2 separate regions of the Mus musculus genome follow, and region 2 is linked to region 1. A link is a contact called in public Micro-C data. All regions are on one chromosome and are shown on one strand. The core of a region is the stretch at or near the end of the contact, and the rest is flanking DNA. Distances in the headings are between cores, read along the strand shown. Region 1 holds the start of Pcdh17 (protocadherin 17). Region 2 has its middle 210 kb from the start of 9630013A20Rik.

The links. A called contact is a pair of places that touch in the nucleus more often than the background predicts.
Region 2: a Micro-C map of embryonic stem cells shows a contact between it and region 1, with 2.0 times the contacts expected there. The contact joins the enhancer-like site here to the promoter of Pcdh17 in region 1. A contact is called at or near these places in 2 of 39 promoter capture datasets (both in the C10 cell line), 3 of 484 Hi-C or Micro-C datasets (embryonic stem cells and myeloid progenitors), 1 of 115 datasets of contacts at active chromatin or transcription factors (neural progenitor cells) and 1 of 9 other capture datasets (adipose tissue).

The regions. Positions count from the first base shown.
Region 1 is chr14:84,440,245-84,444,858 of GRCm38.p6, reverse strand. Pcdh17 (protocadherin 17) reads right to left here and starts at 1,296. Exons shown (of 4, transcript NM_001013753.2): 1 at 1-1,296. It overlaps Gm32498 (predicted gene, 32498), which reads left to right and starts at 1,455. Exons shown (of 4, transcript NR_168882.1): 1 at 1,455-2,334; 2 at 2,623-2,761.
Region 2 is chr14:84,688,448-84,692,998 of GRCm38.p6, reverse strand. No RefSeq gene overlaps it. Among named protein-coding and RNA genes, the nearest start is that of 9630013A20Rik, 210 kb to the right of the region's middle. Within about 2 kb of position 1,983, at least 4 of the 459 cell types and tissues checked have an H3K27ac peak or open chromatin away from gene starts, as enhancers often do. A contact at or near this core is called in embryonic stem cells, where this site is marked.

The DNA.
Region 1 (4,614 bases), core at 47-2,546:
ACACACACACACACACACACACACTGCCCTGTCTCTCGCTAGAAGGGAAACAGTCTCTGCATTCACAGGGCTGGGCTGTCAAGTGGCTCTCTTTTCTTTCTATTCAGCACCTCCTTCCAGTGGCCCAGCCTCCTTTTCATCTAGAAAGGAAAACCTTGGCGAGGAACAAGAGTGGTGAATATTTGAAGAGAATAACAGTGTAGGCTTTTTCCCCCCTTATTATTATTATTATTTTAAATTGGAGGAGTAGAGTCGACGGAATACATCAAGGCTTGGCGTGATGCATTCTGCAGTCTGGCTCACACACGGTCTCTGGTCGACTTGGGAAAGGCAGAGAGGGTGAGGAGCTGCAGCCACCGCGGTTCTGCCAGGGCGCCCACCCGGGGAAACTACCTCCTCCACCTCCGAGGGGAGGTTAGGCACGGGTTGATCTACACATTATTTCCGCTTCTCCCAGCGCCTCGGTATACGGGAATGACACATCCAGAAATGCAGGTGTTCTCATCTGCGGGATGAGTCAGAAGCAGCGGAACGAATCGTATTCACTCTCCCCTCACGGTCCTCCCTTCGCAGTCCTTAGTTGAGGCTTCTTCTTAAGGCTTTCTCTGACCACTCAATAGGAAAAACAAAAACAAAAACAAAAAAAAAACAAACAACAACAACAAAAAAGCCGGAATCACGTCGGGGGTGGGGGAAGAAAAACGAGAAAAAGCGTGGGGGGAGGAAGGCAAAGCTGAATCCAGGAACACTTTTACTCTACCTCTTTCGGCCGGAGTCCGAGGCTCTGCAAAACAAGGCGTCTGCTTTGCTTACGAATATTTATTTGTTTTTTAAAAAAAACCTTTCCACTTGGTTAGGCGTGAGATGCCCCCAAATCTCTCAGTCTTAGGGGTGGGGGCACGTTTCCAGTAATGATTCACAGCTTAGCCCAGGATCATAGTTCAAGATTTTCCTCCCAACGGTCTCTGTTCACAAAGTCCAGCATCGGTGTGCATAGCTAATTGTGCAGTCTGTTGTGGAGGTTTTTTTTAAATTTTAATTCCTCCTTTTTTTTTTTTCTGTCACGAGTGGTCTCTTTCAGTCTAGTGCGGTGCCTGTCAGGATCACCCCAAAGCCTGAGAAAGACGTGCAGGTTTCAAACCGAATAAATCCATCTCCGCCAGCCAAGACGCGGAGGAAATGGAAGGTGAAAAATTCAATTCAACAGTTGGAGTACCGTCTCCGAGCCGCCCTCCTCCGCTGCGGCAGCCGCCGGGCTCGCAGTCCGGATTCTCTCCCCAGCGTCTCTTGCTGACTGACTCTATTCACCTCACGCCGCCGCTTAAACATTGATACTGATTCTCTGCCAGCCAATCGGCGTGGGGAGCCAGACCCTGCCTTCTCGGCCCACGCCCAATGGGAGGCGGAGAAACGGCAGGCGGGGGCGGGGCCAGCAGCCCCAGCTCTTTAGAGTCATTGACTAGCTTGAGTCCGACCGGAGAGCATCAAGGCCCGCAGAGCCCGCGCTAAGTCTCGGCGGCGGCGCCCAGGGCTGAGCCGTGGTAGCCCTGGTGTTTAGAGGGTGTCTTCCTCTAGAAAGAGAAAAGTTTGGCAGTGATTTGATTTCAACTGGGGATAGGATGTAAAGCCAGGCGTGGGGAATCACCGTATACTTTGCAGAGAGAGGCAGCTGCGGTCTTCCTGGTGCCTTCTAGTCCACACACCAACCCACGTCGTCAGCTTACACACAGACACACACAGACACACACACACACACACACACACACACAAACACTGGGCCAAGGGAGTTGCGGATTTTCTGACTCCTTGTGCACTCATCTGGAGGTGCGGAGTGGGTGCGTGCGCGCGCATGCGTGCGCGCGCCCGAGAGAGAGCGAGAGAGAGAGAGAGAGAGAGAGAGAGAGAGAGAGAGAGAGAGAGAGAGAGAGAGAGCGTGTGTGTGTGTGTGTGTGTGTGTGTGTGTGTGGTGTATGTACGCGTTTTCTCACGGTGGGATGTTTATTTCGGTGAACGCCAGGAAAGTGCAGTGTTAGAGATCTGTCTGTGCTAGCTAGCTCGGGAGCAAACACGCCGCAAGCAACTGTAATCAATATGTAACTTTCTTCATCCTCAGAGAAATCCCCGCTGTCCCCAGGCACCCATGCAAGGAAAGTCACTTGATTATGAAAGTGTTTCAGAAGAAAAGCAGACGCCGGTGGAGAGAGAGGCAGTGTCTCGAAGGAGGGAACAAGCCTCTCTTAAGACATGTTTTGCAGCTCCATGAAACTGAAATCTGGTTGAACAGTGTTTAGACTTCTACCTTTTAACCATCTCCTATCACAGCCCACATTCAAGGTAATCCAATGTCCCTTAATGTCCCTAGCTTTGGTGTCTAATTCACTTCTGTTCATCTTACTAAAATTCCAAATAGCAATTTGATATTTTTTTCAAATCAAATAGCATTGCTAATATGTATAAAGTCTCCTATTCATAGAAGCTGAACTTAGGCAAGAACTTATACCAGATTGAATGATGTTTGTTTAAATATTCTCTCTCTGTCTCTTTGTCTCTCTCTCTTCTTCCTCCTCTTCCTCTCCCTCCTCTTCCTCCTCCCCCCCCCCATTCTAAATTTCTCATCTCCAGCTTTAGAATCTCAAAGCTTGCTTTTGTCTGAACTGCTTTCACAAACATCCACAAGTTACGATCAGTTTTGGTTCTGATCTAGCAGTTCTGGAGCAGAGTTAAGAGGGACAAAGGAAAACAATCCGTTGAAATAGAGAAGGTGAGTATTTTGATTGCGACAGTATTGATTGTAGTTCATAAATACTGAAGTTAAGTTGCCATTTATAAATTGTGAATGACTACTATAAAAATATGTAACATGAATCATTCAGAATTTCAAAGAAAATCAAATCCAGACCAATTACAAGAATGCTCTGAATATTGTTTTGGGGATACTTGCTTAAAGGTTCAGATCAAGGAGCTATTAATTTCCCAGAGCTTCAAGGAGATAACATATAGTCTGATTTTGCAGTCTGGTCTCATTCCAAATGTACCATTCCCTTGAGAGACCAACAGCTCAAAAATTCAAAGAGAAGATCTTTTTAGTCAGACCTTCAAATTCAAAAATGTTCCTTTCTTGTCTTCCCTAAATAGGTTGTTTAGCATATATGTTTGTAGTCCACAGAGGACTCAGTCTTGCCAAAGTAAAGGCTGTTTTGCTAAGTTGTCTTTAACCACAAAGTCTTATATAGCCATAGCTTTCTTTATGTCTCTCTGGTTAGAAATATTGGTCCAATGCATGTGCTTTGGAAGTTGATTCTTGTAATCTTTATAACCAGAAACTGCCTATGGCATAGTGAACACACATTCACACATTCATTTATCAATTTTTATTTTGTATCTCCCTCTCCTCGCACCCTGCCTGAGTTCTAAGGATAAACACCAGCACTTTGCAAAGCTAAACAAGAGCAGTAGCTCTTAGATATATCTTCAGAAACACTGTGAATTACCTTTTAAAAACGACCACTTTAAGCTTATTTTAATCGCATAGTAATTAGACGTCTTTGACTTTCACTATGGTGCAAAAATAAAACAATAAAACAATTCCAAGGAAGGCTGGGGTGTATTGATTAGGCTTAATTCAACATAGTGCTATGCAGTTGAAGGGAGATTGGAAACACAATGCCTAGGAAAGGTCTTGGTGACAGGAAAAATATATCCTTAGAAGAATACATTTGCTTAGACTCCCCCTCCCCAGAGTAATTATGCCACACCGCCCCCCAGTGTTTGCTGAAAGAACTGTGTGTATATGGTGAATGCTTTAGGGCATCTTCCAAGAATAAAAAGAACACAAGTATGTTTCTTATATTTCTTGTTGCTGTAGTATCCGACATGGTTGTTGAGTACTGACATGTATCCTAAGTAACTATTTGTAGTGATGATTTATACCTGTTTTTTTTCCTTAACCAGCAATGAAACTGACTGATAGCTTAGTACAAGTTGTTTGGCTTATTTCCAATCAGTTGTGACAATCACATTTAACTCTAAAAAGAAATCGTTAAAGGTTTTCAAAGTCTGTCTTTTTCTTTCTTCCAAGCATATTTTGTGTTCACATCATATTTATTTAAAATTTTCTTATTCATTATCTTAAAACTATTGAGCTCCACTGGAATAGAAAAGATGATGTAAGTGTATTAGGTAGTTCAAAAGCATCACGGCTTTGTAGCATTGAAGGCCGTGTCTCATACTCCACCAAGCCAAGGAGTTCAGAAGTCTGTCATGACCTGCGTATACTAAAGCAATGTCAGAGTTTTCCAGAGCAGCTGGGTTGATAATCAGTGTTTGTAGTTTCAAACCAGATTCAACTCTAATCCAACACGTTACCCTTCTCTATGTAAATTCATATATTCTGACCATCTCAAGATCTAGTTTGCTTAGCTACAATCTATGTGTGACCACTCACTGAGAACAAGTCTTGTAAAAGACTTAACATTTGATTAATTAATAAAATAGGGTGGGTAAGTTGAGTTTAAAGGTAAATTGATTGATGCATTGGAATTACTTTAAGTTTGCTTAGCTAGAATCTATGTGGGACCACTCACTGAGAACAAGTCTTGTAGAAGACTTAACATT
Region 2 (4,551 bases), core at 734-3,233, 250 kb before region 1:
TTTTTTTATTTTGAATGTGTATATATGTTTTCAATATCCACAACTCTCTTTTGGTGAGCTAATAAGAGGGCTCATTTCTGGGAAAGACTAATTCATTATCTCCCAGAATTGTCTGTGTGTGTGTGTGTGTGTGTGTGTGTGTGTGTGTGTGTGTGTGCGTGCGTGTGCGTGTACCAGTCTGCATGGGACCTTGTGTGGGGTGACCACAGAGCCCAGAAAAGAGATGCAAATATCTTGGAACAAGACCAATAGGTGATAGTAAATACTCTCACTTCGATGTGAATATTGGGAACTGAACTCTGGCACTCCGAAAAAGTAGCAAGAATTCTCAATGACTAAGCTATCTTCATAATCTCTCTATTTCAACTAAATAAGAATTGATTTTAAATTATACTTTGTAAAAAGGAAAGTTTAAAATTTATAAGTATTGGATATTGAGGATGGAGAAAGTTGCTTTTTTCTAAAATTAATAATTCAGTGATATTAAACATATTGTAGCAAATTCTGCTAGAGATAGTGTGATGGCTATTCCTGGTTATCATCTTGACTACGTCTGGAATGAACTGCAATCCAGAAATGGAGGGCAATCCTGTGATCCAGTTCTTGAGGGTAGAAGACACAGGCTTCTTGACATATATATCTTTAGGCATAGTGGCATGAAAAGTTTACGCCCAGGAAAGGTAATAGATCCCTTTAATCCCAGGAAACTCTGCCAAACAGATCTCTGAGTTCAAGGCCAGCCTGGGACAAAGCAAGACCCAGATCCAGGTGTGCTGGTACACACTTTAATCTGGGCTACACCTTTGGCTGGAGGCCTACACAAGGACACTGAAAAGAAAGAAGACTCATTCTCCTTTGCCTGCTTGCTCTTACTTGCCAGAACATGTGCTGGAACCTACCTCTGCAGGACTCCAGCTCACACAAAAGTCCAGCTGAAACAAACAGCTAGTCTCATGGACTGAGTAACTACTGGATTTTTGACTTCCCATTCACTTGCTCATTGTTGGGTTAGTTGGATTACAGACTTTAAGTCATCACAATAAATTCCCTTAATATACAGAGACATTCCATAAATTCTGTGACTATAGAGAACCCTGACAGATAGTTTTTATTAATTTGTTAATGAGACAAATTAATTTGTACAAAAAAAAATTCTACGTACTTTTTTTTTCTTTTGCTTCCTTTCAATGTACATTCTTCCCTTGTGGGTATCATCGTATTTTGTAAGGAATCCTCCTCCGTGTTGCATAATTTAACAAGTTCAAGTTCATCAGCCAATTCTGGTGAGACAATTTTGTGTCCTTTTGTTTCTGTCTTTTGGGAGATTGTTTGCAATAGTCTATCTCACCTGGACGTGGGTAAGGGCATACTCACAATGCATCACTGTAATTGCTGTCACTCTCCCCTCCCCTCCTTGTCAATTAGCTGTCAACAGGGATTTAGCCATCTGTTGCATAAAGCTACACAAAGAAGAAATATCTTTAACCTAGGATTATCACTAATCAATTCACAACAAATGCTCACAGGAAAACAGTATTTGATGTAACAAGCTGAAAATATACCTGCTTAAATGTTACTTCAAAAAATCCCTGTGGTTTACCTGCAAAGTGCTCATAGCTTTCTTCTCAGATTACCATCATAAAGAAAAAAGCAATGAAATATGAAGGGGGAAAGATGATAAAGATCACTGATACAACTGCAATACAAAAGCCACTGCACTACATTATCTACTCACAAATACTGCAAAATCTCAAAGTTTTCCTAATGGACAAAGTTTGCTGCCATGCAGACTGAATACACTAATGTTCCTTTTGGTCTTACACTGTGATTATATGGAATTCTGAGATATACAAAAAGTGAATCAAAAAGTAGGGTCCAAATTCCACCACCAAGAAAACCACCTTTTTGTCATGGATAGCTCTGGGGCTAGTTATATTTAATTCCTTTCTTCTCTGAGTGCTTGTGAACAAGGAATGAGTCAGCACTCAGGTTTCCTGTAAGCCTGATTCCCACCTTAATTTGTAAAATAAAGGAGAGCCGATGACTGGGCAGATAAAGGGAAGTTGGAGCAGAAGGAGAGAGAAGAAGGAGAAAATGGTAGAGGGAGGGGATGCAGAGGAGGAGGAGGAAGAAGAAGAAAAGCGGAGCAGAAGCGCAAGGCCTGGAGTTCTAAGGGGTCTCATAAGCTGTGGAAGATGGTAGTGTAGCGGGAGATCTGCCCAACCTAGACGCACAACATGTAATCATAGTAACTGTGTTGTGTTTTCATTGCCAGGGCATATTTGGAAGGAGATTTACCACAACACCTTTTCACAGTAAAATAATATCTTGGACAACAAAGGACTTTGATAATCATGCATGATTTTATTCCACCACAATTAAAAGGTATCAAACATAAAGTTTTTGAACTAATATATAGTATACTATGTTTTATAAAGGTAAGATGCATAATTTCAAATTTTTCATAGGTATATAATTTTGCTATACTTTATAAAACATTAGTACAATAATAGATATGGATGCTCTTAGGTCAAAGAGATGAGATACAAATTCGTCAGATGGTGTAATATGTGGTAGGTGGATATTTAAACTTTTCTGGAGGTCATAAATATGGTAGATTAGAAAGAAAATGTTGGTTTCTTGAGAGAAAGATGGAATTAGGTCTCTATTTTTCTTTCTGTCAAAATATCTATTAGCTTATATGTCAACATTATAAAAATTAAAAAGGAAGACAACCAATATTTAAACACATTTGATAAGAATGGTGGTGGTTAAGTTTCAGTACATATAACTGCCATAATCAATTTAAAAACATGTTTTGGCTCAGAGTTTTGGACTTCCCAATTCATGAACAGCTTCCTCCACTTCTTTAGGACACTGCCAATAGAAAAATCATAGCAGGAGAATATAAGAGGGCAAAGTGCCTTACTTCATGAGCCAGGAAACAAATTGGGAAAACATGTGGGGCCCCAGCTCCTATGCCCATTTCACCATGGAAAATTTCTTTTCCACAGTAACAGTCCCTATAGTCCCAACTATTCCAATATTCTTAAAAATCCAAATCAGAAGGCCCGACAGTATTTATCTGTGGACTTCTGTAAAACACTTAAAATACATATAGCAAACATTCAAGATGATAATGACAGGGTAACCACAAACTAAAGACAACCATTGTAGGAGGGACTAATAGGCAAAGTAAAGGAATGCTGATCCACAGAAAGACCTTCTAGTGGTTTCTACCACCAAGGTGACAATGCCCACTACAAGGGGCATGGTTTTGCATGAAACTGGGCTCCCTAAAGTTTAATCAACCTTGCCTTAATGATCATGGTGATTGCACCCTACGTAGTCAGGCTGGCTTGTTTTGCTAGACACAGCTTGTCCTGATGAGCAGTTCATGTTGCCTACACCTCTGCATCCAGGATGTCTGCACTACAGCCTCAACTTTACTTCTACAACACCGCATGTTGTCCATTTGGGGACAGCTTGCAGGAACTCTGAAAGACAGCACTCTCCTGGTCTCCTAGGCTTTCATTTGAAAACTCAGTGGAAGGCCGTATGATACCATAATTCTTGGATTCTCCATGCCAACAAAACCAGCATCAGCTGGAACATGCCAGTGTTTGCTACCAGCATGAACTGTACCTGGGCCCATTTGAACAACAGCTGCAGCAGTTCAGTATACAACAGTTGAATGATGGAAAATAAATTCCAGTAAAAGAATTCCTGCGGCAGACCTGGGTAGGCTAGATACAATAGGCCCTCTCCTCAAAAGACTGTCTGGCAAACTTTTTAAAACAACTTTATGAATTCAGGTTTCTCATTAGCCCATGGTGACTATGGATGTCTTGCAGGTGTCTGTAATGTCCTACAGGCACCTTTACAATTTTTCCAGAGCAAAGAATTAACTTCTTATCAGCACAAGCAAACATACCCATGTTACATTCCTCTTTGGGAAGTTTCTTTTAAAACCAACCATCAAATGTTCCAAATATTTCTCACTACATTTCTATTGCCATATGAAAATATTTCAGATAGTCGATTTATCCTCTTATAAAGAAATGACCATTTTGATTAATACATTTGAGAAGTTGTTCTATGGCTCTTAGATCCTGATACTTTGAGCCTATGGAAAGGCTTTGTGTCATGGTGGGAATGTATGACAAATCAAAACCCCTCATATTAAAAAGGAAGAGGAAAAAGAATGGTCCTGGCTCTGGTAGTCTCTTCTAAGTCACTTCAGTTAATGATCTGAGCACCCCCCAAAAGGCCACACTTATTGAAGGTTCTTCTGTTCCCCAGAAGCCACACCCTAGAGACAAAGCCTTATACCTGTCTTTGGGTCGTTTTCCAGATGAAAGCTGTAACAGGAATAAAATTAAAGCCCACCACAATGTTTTCAAGTTTACTTAACAAGTGGGATTGAACACAAATACAATTCAAATGTAAGAAATACTTTGGCAATTCCGTGTCTATATTTGTACCTGTGGAGTAAGTTAATTAAATATTAATGTACTTGTAATTACAAGTACTGATAGTGGAAAGTTAAGA